Linked DNA regions of Danio rerio: region 2 is linked to region 1. The links are chromatin contacts, called in public HiChIP or PLAC-seq maps. All regions are on one chromosome and are shown on one strand. The core of a region is the stretch at or near the end of the contact, and the rest is flanking DNA. Distances in the headings are between cores, read along the strand shown. Region 1 holds the start of cep68 (centrosomal protein 68). Region 2 holds the start of msx3 (muscle segment homeobox 3).

Evidence for each region. HiChIP or PLAC-seq counts read pairs in DNA pulled down with a chosen protein or histone mark.
Region 2: a contact with region 1 is called in an H3K4me3 HiChIP or PLAC-seq map of gastrula embryo, with 5 times the contacts expected there. The contact joins the promoter of msx3 here to the promoter of cep68 in region 1. A contact is called at or near these places in 1 of 18 Hi-C or Micro-C datasets (hematopoietic stem cells) and 1 of 4 datasets of contacts at active chromatin or transcription factors (gastrula embryo).

Annotation. Positions count from the first base shown.
Region 1 is chr13:27,642,091-27,649,746 of GRCz12tu, reverse strand. It overlaps cep68 (centrosomal protein 68), which reads left to right and starts at 3,759. Exons shown (of 6, transcript NM_001007171.1): 1 at 3,759-3,904; 2 at 6,930-7,312. The coding sequence starts at 7,022. It overlaps slc1a4 (solute carrier family 1 member 4), which reads left to right. Exons shown (of 7, transcript NM_001002513.2): 7 at 279-863. The coding sequence ends at 543.
Region 2 is chr13:27,875,723-27,883,378 of GRCz12tu, reverse strand. It overlaps msx3 (muscle segment homeobox 3), which reads right to left and starts at 5,063. Exons shown (of 2, transcript NM_131272.2): 1 at 4,547-5,063; 2 at 2,632-4,143. The coding sequence starts at 4,952. The coding sequence ends at 3,728. It overlaps znf511 (zinc finger protein 511), which reads left to right. Exons shown (of 6, transcript NM_001004531.1): 4 at 1,316-1,440; 5 at 1,531-1,695; 6 at 1,801-1,967. The coding sequence ends at 1,867.

The DNA of each region.
Region 1 (7,656 bases), core at 2,510-5,009:
TGGGTTTAGGGTTAGGGTTAGGTGTACAAATTTATAAAGCACAATATTCAAATCTAAATACAACTAAATAAGGTTTGCCCAGCCCACTTGGAGCTCCAAGACCCACCCACTTGGAGCTGGCTCCGGCCTCCGTTTATACCCTTCTCAAGTATTCACATCAAATTTATTTTCACTAGACATATAAAAAGATCATCATAGAGTTTCCAGAACCATACTCTGCCGCTTGAGCTACAGTTTAACATGTTGACTAACAAAACTTGTGTCTGATTTGTGTTCAGAGACCGCACCACTACTGTGGTGAATGTGGAGGGTGATGCCCTCGGTGCTGGAATCCTTCACCACATCAATGAGCAAGAGATGAAGAAACAAAAGCATCAGCAGGAGCATCAGGAGGAGCAGGAGCTGCTGGAGGTCAAGGTGGAGGTGGTTGCTAACGTCAAAGCAGAAGAGGAAACCTCCCCACTCGTCACACACCAGAACCAAGAAGAAAACTCCTCACGCGAAACACTCAATGACAAGGACGGTGTGGAGTCTGTGCTGTAAACTGTCAACTGTGGTCTCTCATATCCTTCTCCTTCACTCTTTCTCTTTTACTTTTTAAAAAAACCACTAAAGACGTGATGTCGCTGTGAAGTTTACGTCAAACATAAGGTTTACTCGAATCTGTGAATGGAACACTAATGGCCAGTCTGTTTTACATTTAGTTTGAAGTATTTTACAGTTATGATAATCTTATCCAATTGTGCCAAATCGTTAGTTTTTGTGTTTGGGAACATCCCAGATTATATGTAAAAGTCGAAAAGGGAATATTTCCAATTTGCAAGAAGATAACAATGGATAGTAATGAAAACCAGTCACCGACTGACCTCTTGATCTTTATTTTAACTGATTGTGTGAAACATTAACTATTTTTGAAGATGAGCCGAAAAGTATTTGCTGTAAATATTTATGTCCCTAATAGCAAATCCTGTTAAATTATGAAATAGTCTGTTGATTTATCGGGGACTGTTTAAAAAATGTGCATGTGTGCTCGTGAAGCAGATCCACAGCTTGTGCTCTATGCTTTTAATACAATCTAATTTTAAGTGAAGCTCAGAAATTAAGATAAATCTCAGGGTCACTGGTGATATTAAACCTGAGGATGTGAGACATGCTGTATGGTCAAACATTTCCTGAAAGACCTCAGTTCTCATTAACACAGACACACACACACACGCACAAACACGCACACATATGCTGTCGTTTGACCCAAGAACATCTCACATGGTACATAGTGACCCCTTGTGGTCAGTGGGATTATAATTGTTGAACATTTTGTACATCTTATGCCCAATTTTTGCGTTTGGTCATTAGTTATGAAGTAAACCATTTGATGGACGATTTGATACGTATGAATGAGTTTAATTTATTGTAATTGTTTAGCCTTTTGTACTGCATTGAAGATTATTTTTCGTAATCTGTTGCTAAAGATCCAGATGTATGTAAAAGATTTAGGTGAACTCTAAAAGCTGTTAATTAGCACTTGATTGGTTTTATATACATTTTCTCCATGTACTTTTTCAGTCTCTTTTAACTGTAAGTTATCTTGTTACCAATGTGTGTCTGCCTAATATTAAACCAAAAGCATTTGTGTCTCTGATTTACGAGAGTTTTATTGTTACATTGTGAGAACCACCAATGGGCTATATGCGCAGCTAATGTTTTTCAGCCAATGATGAACTTCCGGTGAAAAGTTTATGTGACTGTTTTCAGTTTCATAAGGTTCCTTTTACAGCATCGATGTTGTACTGTAATTCAAGCATTTATTTAGTTGTTAAAGTGTAAAAAGAGATGACAGACTGTTTAAACGCATGTGCCGTCATTAGCAACTAGCCAGAGCTGACATTTTTTTAAAATTTCTCGGGTAAAATTCATTTCCATAAATTTTAAAGACAAGGCACAGAAAAATATAATTTAATGCAGTGCTTCTTGTTTGGTCAGATACCCAATTTATACTTCCAGGAGACTTGGGATGTCTGTCTTTAACGCAGCAATTTTGTATGGGATGACAAGTAACCAGAAGCCCTAGGGCTGACTGAATTTAAATGTGTGTGTCCATATACCCCATTGTAGGCCTAACCTGTTACTGATTACAAAGTATATAATGAAATTCGTAGTCATTCACATAAACTTTATGATTAGTTTAAGTCATAGGTAGGCCCACACGGAATCTGCGCGTGCAGAAATCCGCAGATTTCCACAGTTTTTTAGTTTATCATTGAGTGTATTTATTTACTTGTGTCAAAGTGTGTAAATTTATATTTATTCAGTTTTTAAATGCATTTCAGTAACATTATTGTGATATAATAATAGTAATATCAAAATGTTCACATGATCTATTTACAATACAGTTTGTAAAATAACATTTTCTGTCTTTTCGTAGGTATATTATATGAGAAACTTGCTTTGTTTACCAAATAAGTGGATCTAACTGGATTTGCAATGTAAACATTAAATAAAAGTTAAAATGTATTATTTTTTATTTCATATATTAAGTTCTTAGTTATGATATTCCTAAAATCATTTAACATAAATCCGTAGGTTTTTTAAAAACAAAATTCTCAGCAGAAATAGCAAAAAATGTCTGCAGATTCTGTCTGGGCCTCATATGTCTCAAACTCTATTCATGGAGGGATGCAGCTCTCAGTCTACTTGAGACTATTAAGCAGGTGCGAGTTGGAGGTGGTTAAAGCTAAACTATGCAGAGCTACGGCCCTCCAGGAATTGAGTTTGACCATTAGGTAATTTATACTGCTTGCTTTTGGATTATTAATATTGTAAAAATAAAAGTATGAATGAAAAAGTAGTACTTTCTTTGTTACCAACAAAATGCCTTAAAAACCATATTGCCAGGGTTTGTACATGTAAATATTAAATTTGTAAATAATGTTGGAGGGTTTGTGATGAAAAGCTAGAATTCAATTATAAATGTACAAATGTAACTAAAATGAAAAAAATATTTCATTTCATTTGAAATAATTTGTTGCATGTTGGTGTGACCTGAGATTGGATCTTTTTCATTTTGATTTAACAAATCAAAACTACAAACTAATCATAAATTGTTTATACAAGAGGTTGAAGATTTCAGATAGATAGTAAAATATTGAGGAAACAGACTAGGCATATCACTGCATATCACACTTTAATCTGATTTTGACCATTTTAAAATCTAACATAATCTTATTATATGTACTTTCTGGATATGTAATCCAGATTACATGTAATCAGTTGATACCAGACAGAATAAAGTAACTAATAAAGTAACTAATTCCTCTGTGGGCCCTGTGGTGTGGGCGCTCCAGGGGGCGCTTAGTTCTCACTGGAGACATTTTAATCATTTAAATCTTTAAATTACATATACAATGTTATGTTACTTTTATCGCGTACTTTAATATCACATGTTTATAGCTATATACGTAAACTAAACCACATACATTTTCATGAAGTCTTTTAAAAGCCTATAATAATAATAATAGTAATAATCTCAAACGGTTGTGATTGGTCGGTTTTGGTCAGTGCTGAGAAAAGTAACAGGTATCACATGTCAATGTCTTGTTTCAGCAGTTGTCATTCTGTGGGTCATTTTAGAATATTAACAAAAAGAACTTTGATAAGAGTACCGCCGTGTGCTTCAAAAATAATCATTTATAAATAAATAAACCGGAGAAACCTTAGCTCGTCCAGTTTTATCTCGCTATTGGCTGTACGCGACAGTTTACGCTGCGTGACCCGCCTCCTGAACTGGTTCCTCCACCGCCTGGATTCCTCAACAGCAGTGTTTTTATTTATTTAGTGTATTCGTTTATCTGTTAAGCATTTGCACGTTGTTCGTTAAGGTATCGAAGGTCTTTCTTCGGTCAAAACGGTATGTAAAAGCAGTTTAATATCTATTACGCAGCAGTGAACTCTAAGTGAAAGTGATGTCGAAAGAGGCGTGAAGCCGCTGTATGACTGCTTTACTGGTTGATAGACTAACGTTACCATAACAATAATTACACTGTGGACTGTTACGGAATGTTCCCAATTAATGTAACTGTTATTCAGTTATTAATGCGTGTAACTGTATTTGCATTCTATTTCTGTTCCAAGCAACCCAGTTTCAATTGTGGAAAGTTATTCTGTAGTTTGGTATAAATAGCAACCACAGGGATATTATTGCATATTGTGCTTTCATTGGGTTAGTAACGTTAACGTAAAACTTTAAATGCACCGCATATGACATTGGTTACGACTTACTGGTTACGACTTACTGTAATTATGGCCCTGTTGAGCGTATCTTTTTGTTGTTTTTCATTGTTCAGCTATTGAATCACAAGTAAGTTGTTTTGCAATTTCCGTATTTTATATTTGATTCGTTATAACAGTGTTTTCCATAAACAGTATCTCTGTATATAATATACAATCACTGTGTTTTCTCTTGCTAGTTGTTTGATGACCATGTTGCCAAGGAAACTGTCAATCAAACCTATATGACTTTCTTTTTTCTGATTTGTGTGGTATAGTGCCATAGTAACCCACAGGATCAGTCCTAGAACAACATCTTGGTTGTAACAATTGTAACAGTCTGGTATGTGTCCTCAAGTAAAGGGAAATAAAAGTAAAAGGAAGTCATGAAGCAGGTTCCGAGATTGTCTTTTGTTTGCAGGCAGGCTATGATTTAAATGTCCTCACGTGATCACCTCTCATGACATGCCATTTTCTGTCGGTAGCCATGGAAACCAGACGCATCAGCCAATCAAATAACTGTCCTGGTCTGGTATTCCACAGAGAAATAGTGGAAGCTGCTTTGTCTGCTCACTGTTGCATTCATTAGAGCTCATCTGACCCATAATCACACTCACAACAGTCACATTATTATTTTACAGCTTATTTTACACTAAGAATTATTGTTATTATTATTTAATTTAGATATAAATATATATGCATGTTTTATTTATTCATTCATTTTCTTTTCGGCTTAGTCCCTTTATTAATCAGGGATCACCACAGTGGAATGAACCACCAACTTATCCAGCATATGTTTTACGCAGTGGATGCCCTTCCAGCTGCAACTCAACACCGGAAATACTCGTACACTCTTACATTCACACTTGTACACTACAGCCAATTTAGCTTATTCAATTCACTTACAGCACATGTCTTTGGACTGTGGGGGAAAACCGGAGCACCCGGAGGAAACCCACATGAACACGAGAAGAACATGCGAACTCCACGCAGAAACACCAACTGACCCAGCTGGGGCTTGAACCAGCGACCTTCTTGCTGTGAGGTTATTGTGCTACCCACTGCGCCACAGTGCTTTTTTTTTTTTTTTTTTTTGACAAATATTACAATTTTGCAAACACTAGTCCAAATCAGGGGTTCCTAAACTTTTCAGCCTGTGACCTCCAAAATTACAATGTCAGTGACTCACGAACCCCAATATTCTCTGAGGTGGTTATAACTATATAAACCTTACACACCGGCGCACACATAGGCCCAAGTCTATTCATCATTTAATTTTGGAGAACGCCACTCAGAGACCATCCTCCATGTTCGGTTGTGGCCTGTATTTAATTTTTGTTGTACGTGAGTGCTGTAAAGGTGTCTGAAAGTTTAACCTGGTGCCATAAAATCAATGTGCTGTGCCTTTAATATAACATATTCATCCCAGAGGTCACAAAAAATTGAAAGGTGGATGGCTTTTTATTTCCATGTTGTTTTTTTAATGTTACTATTGTCTTTTTGTATTCTATTTCTGTGGGTTATGGATAAAATATGGTGATCCCAATAGTTGAACCTAATACCAAATATTAAACCTAATAATAAAAAATGATTTTTGGAAATCACAAAGCTACACGCCTCAATGTCCTGTATTCCCCACTTTGGGAGTCACTGGTCTAGATGATAGCCCCAAAATAAAAATAAAAATTAATTCATTCGGAAATTCTAGGTCTCGCAATTTTAAATTGAAACGCATAAACTTTATTATTTGACTAATATTTCAAAAGACATGATTAATTTAATTGAGAATCACATGAATCATCAAATTAGTACTAGCATGAATTGCACTTAAAACTGTGACAACTAAAAACAAAAGAGTTGAGTAGTTTTCATCAATGGATATGATTGTCAATGATTCTCACACTGTTTCAATGATAAACTACTCTGGAGTTCACATTCTGGCTCTGTGAACTGAAACCCTGCCTACTTTCATTTGATTGGCCATCCCAATCATTTTAACATTGACAAGCACTGTTAAACCACTGCAGCAGGCCAGCTGTTAGAGAAAAAAAGTGATAAATATATCAATTTTAGACATTTTTGTCATCTGAGTTTTAAATAATGGAGTTCATAAGGGTAATGTAAAAATGTCAAGCATTGTTGAAGAAAATGGAGTCACGGTGGCGTAGTGGGTAGCACGATCGCCCCACAGCAAGAAGGTCACTTGTTAAAGCCTCGGCTGGGTCAGTTATCATTTCTGTGTGGAGTTTGCATGTTTACCCTGTGTTTGCATGAGTTTCGTCCGTGTGACCGTCCTCCAAAGACATGCTCTATAGGACAGGTCAATTAAATAGGCTAAATTGGCTGTAGTGTATGTGTGTGAAGGAGTGTGCATGTGTGTTTCCCAATGTTGGGTTGCGTCTGAAAGGGCATCCGCTGCATAAAACATATGCTGGATAAGTTGTCAGTTCATTCCGCTGTGGCGACCCCTGGTTAATAAAAGGACTAAGCCGAAGGAAAATGAATGAATGTTGGGGAAAAACTGCTCATTTTAACATCCGCTGGAGACAGAAGATCTTTTTCAATGTTTATGTTGGTTATAGCCCTGTTGTACATTTTTCAGATTAAACTTTTGTACTGCTTTTGCTTATCAGTGTTTAATACACAGTGTGGTTATGACTTCGTAGTTGTCACTGTGACCAAATGAGGAACCACAGAGTCCGGATGTGTTGCTGTGGCTTTTGGAGTTGACAAGGCCTTATCATACACCTCCTCACTGATGGAGAACAAGAACTATGAGAGATGGAAGTCCAGGATCCCGGAGTTCATCCGGAGTGGTCACTCTGGAACTCTCAGTTGCAGAACTGATGAGAGGACAAGGCCTGCAAAAGTCCAGGAGACCAAAGACTCAGACAAAGAGAGGAGTGGCAGCAAAAAGACAGTCACCTTGGCACCTGTTTCCAGGTATATGACGGATAAAAGCCTCTATACCATGAGAAAACCACTGATCTCTACACAATATCAGATGCCCATCCTGAAGAACTCCCTCACACATGAAGACTCAGAGAGGGTAAGAATCTAATGATGTTTTAATGAGTAGAGTTTACTTCCAGTTTGTAACTAACGAAAACAGGTTCAAATTTTCAGATTCACGAACAAACTTTTGTAAACAATTTTTTTATTTTTATTAAATCAGTCATTGAGATTTATGAATTTGTTTCAAACTTGCATGTGAAATCATTCAAACGATATTGTGATAGTGAAGACTGGAGTGACAACTGCTCAAAATCCATCATAGTCGTCATAGATAAAATTAAAAACATGAAAACAGTATTAAACTTTGACAATATTTCACAATAAATGCAACCTTGTTTTGTTCGAGTCTTCTTTCTTGTTTTCCAGGATTTCCTATTA
Region 2 (7,656 bases), core at 3,814-6,313, 230 kb before region 1:
ATTGTTTTTCTTTTTTTAATATTTCCCAAACGATGTTTAACAGAGCATGGAAATTTTCTGTTTGTCTGATAACATTTTTTCTTCTGGAGAAAGTCTTATTTGTTTTATTTAGGCTACAATAAATTGTATTAAATTTTTTTAAGAACCATTTTAAGTTCAAAATTATCAACCCGTTTTAAGATATCTGGTTTTTCGATAGTCTACAGAACAAACCATTGTTATACAATGACTTGCCTAATTACCCTAACCTGCCTAGTTAAACTAATTAACCCAGTTAAGCATTTAAATGTCACTTTAAGCAATATAGAAGTTTCTTGAAAAATGTCTAGTAAAATATTATTTACTGTCATCATGGCAAAGATAAAATAAATCAGTTATTAGAAATGAGTAATTAAAACTATTATGTTTGATAGGGTGGGAAGGGGGAATTATTCAGTGGGGCTAATAGTTCTGACTCAACTGTATTATATATATATTGTGGCCACGTGATTCATTATAGAATCGTGTGAATTGTGGATAAATCATTTGAAGTATATAAAAAAATGATCAAAATTGTCAAGCTAAAAATGGGTGTTGTTGTTTTTAGGACATTAGCAAAACCTCTAAATAAGTCAATAGTTTTAGGACCACTTTGATAAAAGTTTTTGATCCAGTGTATATGTTGACTACTGTTAACTGTTATAGATATATAAATTGACCACAGATTGATAAAACAAATATATTAGAGAGAATTCTTATATGAATTATTTGTGTAAATGCCTACCAGATTAGAAAAACTGTAAAAACATTTACTCACAGAAGTAAGCTTCACATTTAACTAGATCCAAGAGAAATGCTGCCATCTACTGGTTTCATCCGCAAGTTGTAGTAGGAATAGTTCTAACACAAAAATGACAGTTCTGTCATCTTTGACTATTTTCTGTTAAACGCCCAAAAATACACGTTTTATTTTTATTATAATATTTTTTATAATGCTAGCCATTGACTTTCATTGTATATTTTCCTATGATGGATGTCAGACAGTGGCTATGGGTTACCGAAATTCTTCAAAATATATTCTTTGTATACAGCAGAAAAAAATTTAAATACAATTTTGGAACAGTTTGGTTGAGGAAATACTGATTCATTTTGGCGCTTAAAACGTTGAAACTCATTTTAAAAGAAGCAAAAATAAGTGAAATTAAATATTAGTACATATATCATTATATATCTTCCCTACTCTCGATACGCCATTTAAACCAGCAAATATATTTTTTTCTCTGCTTTTTCTCTGATAAACATCTGTTAATTCTGTTTTACTAATATTGCTTTTCAGTATGAGTGCTTGGTTGAAGGATGTGGACTGAAATTCAAAACGAGCAAAGAAAGGAAAGATCATCTAATCAGAACGCATAGCTATCCAGCGGACTTCAGATTTGACAAGTCAAAGAAGATCGGAAGGTTTGGTGTTAATACAGAATGTCAGTTTTGTCATTACATTTTGGCTTTTTTATTATGTGCTAATTTTAAGCATGATAATCACATCAACAGAACAACAGAAAAAAAGACTCAACAGAAGAAGGATGCACATATGGAAGTTTCTGCAACCGTTCTGCAACAAGAAAGCTCTGAGTCCATGGATTTTTCGCTGACCCCAGAGCCTGTGGAAACAGAACCAATGCAGGCAGCTAATCTAAAACCACGATACTCATACAAGTGGGTGGATTCTAGGTCATGGATTAATATAAATACTTGATTAAGTTTCATTACCCTGTAGACTCAGTGATCAGAACTATCTGTTGATTATTATCTTTCCTTCAGAGTTCCATCATCCATTTGTTTCGGTCAAGGCTCAGTCAGAGGCTTCAGAGGAAGGAGGAAGAAATAGGCCAAAGCTTTTCTTCATCGCTAACAGCTCACCACATGAGCTCAGTAAAGCATTTGTTTGTTGAGAGCTGTATTTTTATAATAAAAATCATGAAAGCAAACTTTAAAAAGGTTTTTTTTTCTTATGTGGCATATGGCTTTAGAATGCAAAACCTGACAGATGATTGTAGTGAAAAGATTATAAGTAAAATGTCAAGCGGAGTATCTTAATTTCAATTCAGGGATGTTATGCATTGCAGTAAATGTAAGTGCTTCTAGATGCTGCTTTCAACGAATGGCACAGAATTGTTTGCTGAATCGCTTCATGCTTCAGGTAAAAAACACGGGGTGTAATTATGGGGGACCTAATAAAAAACTTGTGACAAATTGCAACAAACATGTTTTTTTGAATCAGATTTACAGGGGTTGAATTTTGTAACGTGTAGAGGTTATATGAAGGGCTTGCGTTTAATACCCAATGGGCCAGGAATTCTCACCGTTACAGTTTGGTCTGTTCAGTAAATAGATTATTTTTGTTATATCTTTATATTAATTTTAGGAGCATGTTCGTGTATCTTGTAAATGTTCGTTTTGTATATTTAGCGCTGATCGTTTGTAATTAAACCTTTGCAATCGTCGATTTCTGAAAAATATATGGAGCAACGCGTTGCTGTCACAAATGTTACAAAGCGCTTTTTATTTAGATTCACTAAACGTAAGTGATTAAAACAGCAGGACTGTTAGGTTGAATTGAAAGGTTTTAAATAATGACATTGTACACATCAGTTTCTGTGAAGATTTATTTTAATGCAAAAGATTATTTCTAATTTGTATATACATATAAAATATACAATAATTTACAGAAGATAAATGTAAACAGTGTATAAATATCAGCAATTCTGTTTGTATTTTTGTTCAAAGGGAATGCAAAATCTGTAATATATACGTGTATTTACAATAATAAAAAAATCTAGACATTATTCTTACAACCTAGCAAACTAGCATACATGTAGTCTACTGAAGGGATTATGGCTAAACAGGCGAAAATCAAAAAACACAGGCCAAAATACTCTGTGTCCCAAAAGGTTTGGGAAGAAAAAGTATAGAGTAATTGAAGATGCTGTTTCTCGTTGATCATATTCAATAAAGACCAACCAAATAACAAATCGAATATCTGAAACTAATAGCGGGCAGAAATAAAAACAAGTAACCAGATTGGCAGTAGAGAATTTGCTAATTTTGATATCTGAGCACAATCTTTGTAATATTCTACAAAATATTTGGTTTGAGTGAAAATACATGGATTAATTTAAAAAAGGCTCTTACAATCCATTTAGGCCCCAATTAGGGCAGACCTATGGAAAGTAGCAATGACACAGTAAAACTTTTATTTTTACGGTATAGGCCTATTCTGCTGCCAGTCGAAACAAGCACTTTAATTTAAAAAAAAATAGTAATTATAAGGTCTTCTTTAAGAGCTTTTTGGAACTGGCACAAACCAGGAGTTTATTTTCGCATCACACATCAACAAATGATGCTGCTCTAGAAACTTTCTAGATCGGCTGTGCCCTTGAAATAATCTACTGGAAATATTTTCTCTGAGACTAAGACAATTATTCACATAGCGGTGTGTCTGTAGGCTATACTTGTATAATACAGCATAAAGTCTTCTGTATTAAGGGGAATATTCATTGCACTTTTAAAACCAATTTGGGTACTATTACTTTTGGAATAAACCGTGTGGATTACAAAAATAATTTATTTTAAATTTTTGCATTTGCTTAAGTTCTATAAAGGAAACATATTTGCAATTTCACACGTCTTTTGACTGGCAGAATTGCAGCAGTTACAGACGGTGAATTGAAGGACGTGCTTCAGTCTGTTAAGACAAATAATACATTCCGTAGGTCACTGGCCCACCGAAAAGTCCCGGGACTGGTAAGGCAGGTCTGGGAAAGGAGCTGGACGGTCCGTAGAGTGGTGGAGAACCAACATGTGTTCCGAGTGGGAACGGAAAGGCGAACGCAGGTAATAACGGCTTGGTTGCAAGTTTCAGTTTCTCTAGTTCGGCCTCCTGGAGTCTTTTTGCCTTCGCCCGTCTGTTTTGAAACCAGATTTTAACTTGAGTCTCTGTGAGGTTGAGTGAATTGGAAAATTCCGCTCTCTCTGCAATAGAAAGATACTGTTTTTGACGAAATTTTCTCTCCAAAGCGAGCAACTGCGAGGTGGTAAACGGGGTCCGCGGTTTTCGGTTGTTCTTGTGCTTTCTGAGGGTACAGGGGGGTGGACTTGAATGCCCTGAAATTATTAAAAACATTCAACAGATTAATTACAATTACATTGGCAAGGTAACAGGTGCTATTTATACTTTTTTGTTCTGCCGAAGTTAATTTTAAAGACTAGTCTATCCCCAAGGTCTGAATTATACATAGGCCTGAACATTTTTTTTAAAATGTATTCACTAAATTTTCATTGTTAAAATGAATGCGTATTCGTAGCAGGAATACTGGATAATAATTCTACAATTAGATGACATCAATATCTTCATCTGCACATCACATAGTAGTGTAATTTTTTTTTAAGTCTGTGTATATGTATTAGCAGCTATTCAGCTTCATTCCTGAGCGCGTTTAACTGCATGTATTTTATAATCGTCAAACTGTCATGCATCATCATGTACAATTATTGCTGAGGTGCTTACTTGGCGGAGAAGTGTACGAGGTTGTCTGAAACCAGCCGGACTGTCCCTTGTCACTTAGTTCTTCCATATCCCCTCTCTTGCAGTCGGAGAGGTTGGAGACGCTCTCCACTGGGATCTTCCTATCTGCGTAAAGAGCCATGGGCGAGAGCTTCAGCCGCTCATCCGCACCGGATGTCGGAGATATAATACCAGCTTCAGAAGACGTGTATAAAGTCCGTGAGCTTGTTCTGTCTGATATTAAAGATTCCACACTGAACGGGAGACTCAGCGCTTTGCCTTTACATCCTTTGACAGCCGCTTTATCGTTGGATTGAGCATCCTCTTTGTCCGCGCTTTTGCGCTCCTGTAGTTTTCCTTCTTGGGAGAGTGGCCCTTCAGAATTCATCATAGATGATAAAGGGGCCATACAACAAGAATATGTGAGTCGTCCTGAACTGTACTCTGGTCCAGCAGCGCTTCCCTTCTGCCGTCGCGCTTTTGCGACGCTTGCCTCGCTCTCCAAGCAGAGCGCACTCGCAGCTATAAACTTCCAAAAGTTCGCTTTTTTCCCTGCCGCCCTCCAATCGGCTTGACATTTCACCCACATGACTTTCCGCGTACTCGTCCTGATTGGTCCAAGCAGTTTCTTTGAGACGTCACAATGATTTTGAAAGAAATGTTGCATGGTTAATCATACTTGTCTTGCCGAGGTGGTTTATTGATTGCTCTGGGGGCTCCAGTCTTGGAGGCAAGGAGCCATTTGAGAAGTTTTGTTGCAATTAACCAGAGGGGATGTCTGTATAGCGGGCCTCCGTACTCATTAACTGAACTCTTATTGAAAACATACAGCGAAACAAACCACTTCCTTGGCCTCTTCGTCCACGATTTCTGGGATATTTACTTTATAAAAGCGCTGGATAAACTGAACATTTTTATATCACACGTGTCATAGAAGTGTTTGTTCAACATGCATAAAATAGCTAATAATAATAATGATAATAATAAATGTTTTTGATTGGCATTTTAGTTTTCACTTTAAAAAATGCGTCTGTTTCACATTATAAACAGGATCATGTTTAACTGAGGAAGAAACGCTTTCAAAGATTCCCGTAAAATGTGACGGGACAAAATGATGTGACTGAATTGACGATGATTTTGTCACGCTGCATTACAGCAATTTAAAGCTTGTCTTGGCCCTTTAAGACTGCAGAAAGCCTCCATTGAGGCGCAACTGGCAACCCCTCACCGTAAGTCAAAGCATTTCATAACGCAGACAAGCCCTGTTTTGGAAGGCGCCAGTCTCGGCAAGATCAAAAAGGAAGCTACCTCAGGGAGAATATGCAACAGTTAACTCCACTTAACCAATTGTCCTCGAAGAGTTTAATGTCAAGGCAATAGCCAGAGGGCAATCAGTTCCCACAGACAGCGCGCACCACTCAGTTAACTGTTGCCTCACTATATGTCTCCTTCTAGAAGACTTAGACTTGATCATTTTTATTATCAGAGCATGTTTACATTGTAGTTTACTGCGAGAAGATAAAAAGTAACCAAAAACAAGCCTGTTTTTTTAAACGGATTTCGGTCTAGCCTAAATCAACCAAATGAGCGACTTCTGTGACATTTGGTTTAATTGTGTGTAGTACGCATATTTAGCATTTAGGCATAATTCATGAAATAAAAAAATATGATAATTTTTTTTTTACATTTATGATGGGAGTTTTACGTTACATTCTTGTCAAGATCTCAGAAGCATTCATTCGTATAATAAAATATCGCTGTTTGACAGGGATATTTTAGTAGGCCTATCAAAAATGTTATTAGAAACGTAGCCTATTTTTGTGTGTTAACCTCGACTGTTGACCTGCTATATTAGGCCAGCTGTTATTAGCCAGATGTGTAATTTATACGATTCAGTTCAGAGTCACATGATTCATCTGTCAAAACCGAGGTTTGGCAAGGCTTCTTACGCTCATCGTTCAAATTAACGGAAATTACTGATGCAGTCTATTAAATATTTCACTGTTTGGCATTATTCGAGAAATAATTTTGAAGTAGGCCTAGTCTAACGCAAAAAAAAAAAAAATTGTTTTGTTTTCTAATAAGTATTTTAAACATTCATGTCGATGACGTCCTGCTCCAAAGGGTCAAGCCATCGCGATCGATGACAGTTTTGGATTTTTTTTTTCTGAACTTTTTTCTTGCTGATCCAGAGTGCCTGCCCTGCTCTCGACAAGGCGGAATTTCAGCGAAATCCTTGGTGAATGTAATTGCTGGGACCATGTAACCTCCTCCCATGAGAATACCACTCCAAGTGTTCTTCAAAACCAGTGCACATATTGAAACATTTACTAAGGAAGTGGTTCTCTGATTTATTACAAAGCAAAATACTGTAAGTAGTGTAGTGTGTCTATGTGCTACTCATTACCCCAAAATGGTAGTAGCTGACAGGGTTAAGATGTGAAAGAGCCCAAACAAACCTTTCAAGTTCATATAAATGTAAAAAGAAAACAACAATTATAGGCCCATATTATACTAATGCAAAATTGGAATAATTTAGTGTCTAATGAGGATTTTTTGTAGACAATTATTAATAGGAAAACACATTTAGCTTTCTGCAAAATGAAGATGGAGTGCAATAGATTAAATTAATTGCTTTTGGAAATTGCAAGGCATTAGCGGAAGAGATACATTATTTTTTTTACAATAATAGTGCAACTGCACTGTTAAAGCTTCACATGATTATACAAGAACATAGAAGACAAATATATGATTATCCTGGTACTTCCAGAAGCCAGACTCAATGTACCGTATATTGTGTGCCACAATGTCCTCATTATTTGTTAACAAACCAAGATTTTCATATTTGCAGAGCCAATGTCAAAGTTGATATGTTAAAAGACCACATTAAGATTTTTATCTGAGGACATCACTGTTGCCTTTTGCTTCTATATAGCTATTAAGTGATTTCCTTTGCCGTCATCTCAGGACGTTATTTCATCTCTGGGGAATTTAATGTCATGCGTAACTTTCCTCCCGTCTCCCTTGACTCTCAACCTTTTTTATTGAATAATTAATTTTTCCTGTTACTCTTCTTGAGGTTAGTATAATTGCTAGAAATGTAAACACACAAT